Linked DNA regions of Triticum aestivum: region 1 is linked to region 2. The links are chromatin contacts, called in public Hi-C maps. All regions are on one chromosome and are shown on one strand. The core of a region is the stretch at or near the end of the contact, and the rest is flanking DNA. Distances in the headings are between cores, read along the strand shown. Region 1 holds the start of LOC123168027 (palmitoyl-acyl carrier protein thioesterase, chloroplastic). Region 2 has its middle 10 kb from the start of LOC123168978.

The links. Hi-C and Micro-C count contacts between places; a contact is called where the count stands out from the background.
Region 1: a Hi-C map of leaf shows a contact between it and region 2, with 3 times the contacts expected there. The contact joins the promoter of LOC123168027 here to the enhancer-like site in region 2. A contact is called at or near these places in 5 of 5 Hi-C or Micro-C datasets (leaf, root and an unstated tissue) and 1 of 1 datasets of contacts at active chromatin or transcription factors (leaf).

What each region holds. Positions count from the first base shown.
Region 1 is chr7D:453,886,896-453,889,811 of IWGSC CS RefSeq v2.1, reverse strand. It overlaps LOC123168027 (palmitoyl-acyl carrier protein thioesterase, chloroplastic), which reads right to left and starts at 1,468. Exons shown (of 7, transcript XM_044585890.1): 1 at 1,296-1,468; 2 at 307-870; 3 at 80-213. The coding sequence starts at 810.
Region 2 is chr7D:453,815,270-453,818,486 of IWGSC CS RefSeq v2.1, reverse strand. It overlaps the pseudogene LOC123171161. Among protein-coding and RNA genes, the nearest start is that of LOC123168978, 10 kb to the right of the region's middle. Within about 2 kb of position 1,941, at least 2 of the 8 cell types and tissues checked have an H3K27ac peak or open chromatin away from gene starts, as enhancers often do. A contact at or near this core is called in leaf, where this site is marked.

The sequences.
Region 1 (2,916 bases), core at 219-2,718, 72 kb before region 2:
GATTATTGTAAAACCTATTCAAGCTCAAATTATATAAGAGAACAAAAGGAAAAGGGAAATGCTAGTGTGTGAGATATACCAGCATGGATAACGCTCGACGATGGCCTGCATTTGGCTGACAACCCAGAACAAGTTCCGTTTACTCATCTCCGGGGTTGAGCCAAAACCGTCTCCTAGAAGCCCAACGACCTTCACATGATTGAGTGCAGTTTCCTGCATCACACCCAAAAATAGAAAAATATGTCAGTGCCCAATAACCAGATAGAGCAGTCTTGTTACGCCTCGAAACCGCGGCAAGAAACTCACCTGCAGATGGTTCATGAGCGTCTCAATGGACGCCGTCCTGTCGGCCCCAATCTCGTAGGACCTGATGGAGAAGTTCTGCCTGAACATGACGCCGTCGTGTACAATCGTGCCGAAACCCAGCGTGTCGACGAGCATGTCGGGCCGCTTGGGCTTCCAGTCGAGCAGCGTCCACTGCTTCTCGGCGGCCAGGAAGATGGTGGTGATGGCCGCGAGGAGCATGCTCCAGTCGGGCAGCTGGTTGTAGAACGTCCTCGGCTGCGCGGCCGAGGGCATGGCATCGTGCTCCGCGTCCGCCAGCGCCGACTTGCCGCCGCCGCCGTTCACCTTGGGGACGGCCGCGTGGGCGCGCGTCCTGCCGGCCCTCACGGCGGAGGACGACGAGGCCTGCTTCGCGGCCATGCCGCGGACGTCCAGGCTGTCCGGGCGCTCGCCGAGGGCGCTCTTGGGCGGCGGCGGTGCCGGCGGCCCCGGGAAGAAGGCCGCGGCCGCGATGGACCCGGCCATGGGAAGCACGGCTAGAAAGCGCGCGCCAAATCAAATGGCCCGCGAACCGGCGATCTCAGCCTGAATTTCAAACAAGAAAAACATCAGCAACGGTAAAAAAAAGACAGCTAAGAAATAGCATAAGCGCAGTGCAGAGGCGCCATGGAAGCTAACTACTGGCAACAACAGCAGCATACGGGCAGGAACCGAGGGTGAAGGCGAACCGCGCAGTAACGGCAACCAGAGCAAAAGAGAAGAAGATTCAGGCCAGGAAAAAAGAGGCGCCAAACGGAACACCCGAACCCCTCCTAAGCTCGAGATCCGGCGAGGGCAGCAGAGATCCTAACCCCCCGCGAATCCGCGGCTGCCGGGTCCGGAACAGCCAAGCAGCGCCCAGAAAAGAGGCGGCGCCGGACCGACAGCCTCGCCGCATGTTGCTCCCGGGCGTATCCGACCAAGAACCGCCCTCCCCAATGAACGAGTGCGGTGGGGGCGAGGAGACCTACCTTTTCGGGGGTAGGAGGAGACGACGACGGAGGCGGCGGGTCTCGGCCGCGGGCGCCGAGGGGAGAGGAGGCGGGCGGGGCGGTGGTTTGTATTCTGGCGGCTTGGGTCGCGCTGTGTCGGGGCGGGGCCGGGTGCCTCTGTTTTCTCCTCTGTCACAGGGGTAGGGTGTGCTCTGCCACCGCGGACTTTAAAAGGAGACCAGCTTTGTAGGGGGGGTGACGGTTCTGCCCCTGGACTCCCTGGAGTCTGGAGGGCGGACGGACGGATAGGATGGAGTACGAAACAGGAGATGTTGATGTGATCCTACCTGTCCACTCCTCGAGTAATGAACGCTGTGGTGGCTGGTGCTGTGGGCACCGGCACGGGCACGGGAGAGAAACGTGGGAAATTGGGAAATATAGTAAGATCAAGCGGATAGCATGCATGTGGCGCGACCAAGGCCGTGGGATTAAATATTGTTCAGAAACATGTCAAAAAAAATGTATTCATAAAGCATTCTAAAGTCTCTTTTGGATCAAAGGAAAAGTAAAGAAACGCATAAGAATAGGGGGAAAAATACTACGATGGGACTATTCAAGCCTCTGGTTCAAAGAAATGTAGCAAAGTAAAAGTGAAGAAAAAATTTATGTGGTCTCGGATTCAGAGGAAAAACGCAGGAATTTTATAATCCATCGGGACCTCTCTTTCAAAATTCTACACACGAAGAATAAGACTGAGATTCGTAGTGGCACAATAACATGCTAATTATACATTTTCATGTGGTTTGATATGATTTCACTGATTATTAGGATTTCCGCGAACCAAACGCACAAGCCTGCAAAATTTCTACGTTTTCCAACCCTCTGCTTTACATATGCATCAATATCCAATTCTTGTGTTTTTTTTCTTTTCCTGCGTTCTTAGAATCTGTGATCCAAATGACGCATAATGTCGTGCAGCGAACCATGCATAGCTCGGATGACTAAGTTCCTTATGGTGGAATCTGTTCACCCAGGTTCAAGTCCTAAATTTGGCACGGGTGGTGGCATTTTTCTACATTTATTTCAAACTTCAAGGCGTGTCCTGTTGGAAAAAATATTAGAAAACAAAAAAAAATCACTCTACGAACACCCAGGAACAATATGAATATGCATAAACGGTTTGGATCACAATCGTTATCGACTCCGAGTAGCAACGGAAGTAGACGAGTCGGTGTAGATTGTACTTGGAGTCCCTCGAACCGTAGATGAGATCCTGCAAACTGCCCACGAACGATCCCTCGGACGAAAGACCGAAAGCACGGCCTCTCTACTTGGTTGCAAGCGTACGGTCTTCACGATCCGGCAGCGCTTCGCTGTGCAGAGCTAATCGTCGTCGGAGAATTAGAGGGAGAAGATTAGAATCACACCGAACTTCTAATTATGAGGATTAGAGGACCTAAGCTAGGCTCTAATTGATGAACTAGGACCAACTACAACTAGAACTAGAGAACTAGAGGAGGCTCCAAAACTTGTGTATCTAATAGTGTCAAAACCTCTAGTATATATAGGTTTTTTTAGATTATAGTATATATAGGTTTGAGGGAGAGGGAGGACGCCACACAAGGAGGGAAAGAGCCCCTCCTTGCGCGCCGGTCTAGGG
Region 2 (3,217 bases), core at 692-3,191:
CGTCATCATCGCCCCTCCCTCGCCGGAGCCAGGCAAAACTTGTTTTAGTTTGTTTTTTTTTGCGAAAAAACTTTCGAGCTATTCATCTTCAATCATAGCAGTATAACGAACACTAGAAATAATAAAAAATACATCCAAATTCGTATACCACTTAGTGACGACTACAAGCACTAAAGCGAGCCGAAGGCGCGCCGCCGTCATGGCCCTTCCCTCGCCGGAGCCGAGCAAAACTTGTTTTAGTTTTTCTTTTTGCGAAAAAACTTGAGCTATTCATCTTCAATCATGGCAGTATAACGAACACTAAAAATAATAAAAATTACATCCAAATCCGTATACCACCTAGCGACGACTACAAGCACTGAAGCGAGCCAAAAGCGCTCCGCCGTCATCCTTGCCGGAGCCGGGCAAAACTGCTTGTTTTAGTTTTCTTTTGGCAAAAAAGCTTTCGAGCTATTCATCTTCATTCATGGCAGTATAACGAACACTAGAAATAATAAAAATTACATCCAAATCTGTATATCACCTAGCGACGACTACAAACACTGGAGCGAGCCGAAGACGCGCCGCCGTCATCCTTGCCGGAGCCAGGCAAAACTTGTTTTAGTTTTTTTTGGCGAAAAAACTTTCGAGCTATCCATCTTCAATCATGGCAGTATAACGAACACTAGAAATAATAAAAAATTACCCAAATCCGTATTCCACCTAGCGACGATTACAAGCACTGAAGCGAGCCGAAGGCGCGCCGCGCGCCGTCATCCTTGCTGGAGCCAGGCAAAACTTGTTTTAGTTTTTTTTGGCGAAAAAACTTTCGAGCTATTCATCTTCAATCATGGCAGTATAACGAACACTAGAAATAATAAAAATTACATCCAAATCCGTATACCACGTAGCGACGACTACAAGCACTGAAGCGAGCCGAAGGCGTGCCGCCGTCATCGCCCCTCCCTTGCCGGAGCTGGGCAAAACTTGTTTTAGTTTTTTTGGCAACAAAACTTTATTCCATCTTCAGGGAGCCACTACCATCTCATCTTCCCAAGCAGGACAGGAACCCTAACAAAACTCAAAAACACATACTTTCTCCGTCCGAAAAAGTTTGTCCCTCAAATGGATGTATCTAGACTAGATACATCCATTTAAGGGATAAGCTTTTCCGGAATGAGGGAGTATAAGGACAGAGCTCTCCCACCGACAAGGGCCGAGATCCACCGCACCCATGACCCTAAGGCCAGCGGAGACGACGGGAGGCCGAGGAACCCTAATTTTTTAGGGGAGGAGGCTGCTGTGTCTTTTGATAGGAAGCTAGCGGTTAGGCGGCATGTTACCAAGCTTGACTTCTGATCAAGGAGAGAATGTTACATTGCCCTTACTTGTGGGGTTATCACGTATGAACCACTTCAAGTGCTAACACGTGGTTTTTTTTTTTGCGAGAAAGTGCTAACACGTGGTTGAAAGGGTAAAGTAGGTGCTTTTCAAAATCTTGTTCAAAGCCCGTGCAGAAAATAATTCACGTTTCAGCATGTACTGCATCACAGGTGTCGAGCATACCTGGTTCAAATCGATTTTTCTTAAAAAGGAAATCGAAATTTATACTCTAATCTGTGCTTACATGGAGCCTTAGCTTCTAGCCATGCAGGTGTTACGTTAGACGCCGAGAGAAGCTTGACAGCAGAAGCACCCGAGCGAGCACGCCCCGATTGACCCCATGCAATGCATGCGTGGACCGCGGTGGCGCCTCCGGAGTCAGTCACCTCAACCGCGACTAGTAGCAGCACCCAAATCTGCCGACGGATTATTGGCCTGATGGACTGGAGGTCGAGCGTCGTTCGTCCACGTACGAAGCAGCGCGGATCCCGGCGGCACATACGTCTCTCCTTCGAGGGTGGCCCGTGGACATCACGCAGCTGCATTCCAGCGTACCCCGGAGACCGGGCTACAGCGACTCGATCGGGCCAAGTGGGAGACAGGCACGGCTAGCAAGTAGCAACCAACCAACCAACCTCCCCAACTAGACTCATCGGCCGTGCCGCGCGTGGCGGCAGCAACGACGGCCCGCCCCGCCCGCCCCGCATTGAGGGCTGGTTGGACCGTCGTTGGTCTGCACGCTGTAGCTAAACTGATCGACGTACGTCAGTGAAGACGCGCGGTTAATCAAATCGACGGCACCGCGCGACGGCGACGGCCGCCGGCCGCGGCGAGCCGGGCGGGCCGGGCGGGTTGACCGTCGGGAGTGGGTGATGCGTGGTTAAAAATATACTCCGATGTAGCACGCGCGGTGTGTGGGGTGGGGACATAGGCGGCGATTTTATCTCAACTCTGAAGTCAAGGGGAGGGAGTCATATGCTAAACTGCTGCTAATATCTGGTTTGTTGTTGGTTGTTGCGAGTGATTAGGTAAGATCGTTTCGTTTGTACGTATGTTGCGTGAACTACTTCATCACGTACTCGTCTCACGTAAAAAGGCAAAACGAGAAGCCACATTGCCCATTGCCTCCTGCAGATTCTTATAACTCAGTTACTGCCAAAAAAAAAGGGATTCTTATAAGTCAGACTGAGAGGGCCGAGCGACAGAGACAAGCGAAGGTGGAGGAAGTTTACTCAGGAAGCCCAACTCAATAATCACGTCCCCCGGGAAAAAGAAGAAAAAAAAAACTCAATAATCACGACACTTGCACATTCGTGGGCTCAAACAACAAATCTTGCACATTCGCGGGCTCAAAGCGATGGCTTCCAAGGCCCAGCAACCAGCATTTTGCCCACGCCGCACCCACGCGTGCCGGCGTGCTGCGGAGGCACCCTTCACCTTCACCGGCGTCTCCTTCGTCCCCACCGCGCCCAGAAGCGCAAAACCCCCAAATCCTCGAACCCTACCACGGACCCCACCACCCAGGCCCTCCACCAAGCCTCCGCTCCGCCACCGCCGCCCTCCGGCCTCTGCACCGCCTCGCTCCGACGGCACCGAGGTGAGCTCTCCGAGAAACCCGCATTGCGCACCCACGCGCCGTTTTTCCTCGCCGAGCAGTTCGTTCGCACGGCGTGCTAGAACAACCCTAGCTAACTCTCCCTTCCGCCATGGACTGTCTCACCTTTCGGCGCGTGCGTGTGCCTGGTGTCTGCAGCAGCGCGATGGAGCTCACGAAGCAGGGGCGGGCGCCACAGCCGCAATTGCCTTCGGCTGCGCACCGGTCCGCGCAGGTCCCGTACCCCGCTGGCAACTGGGG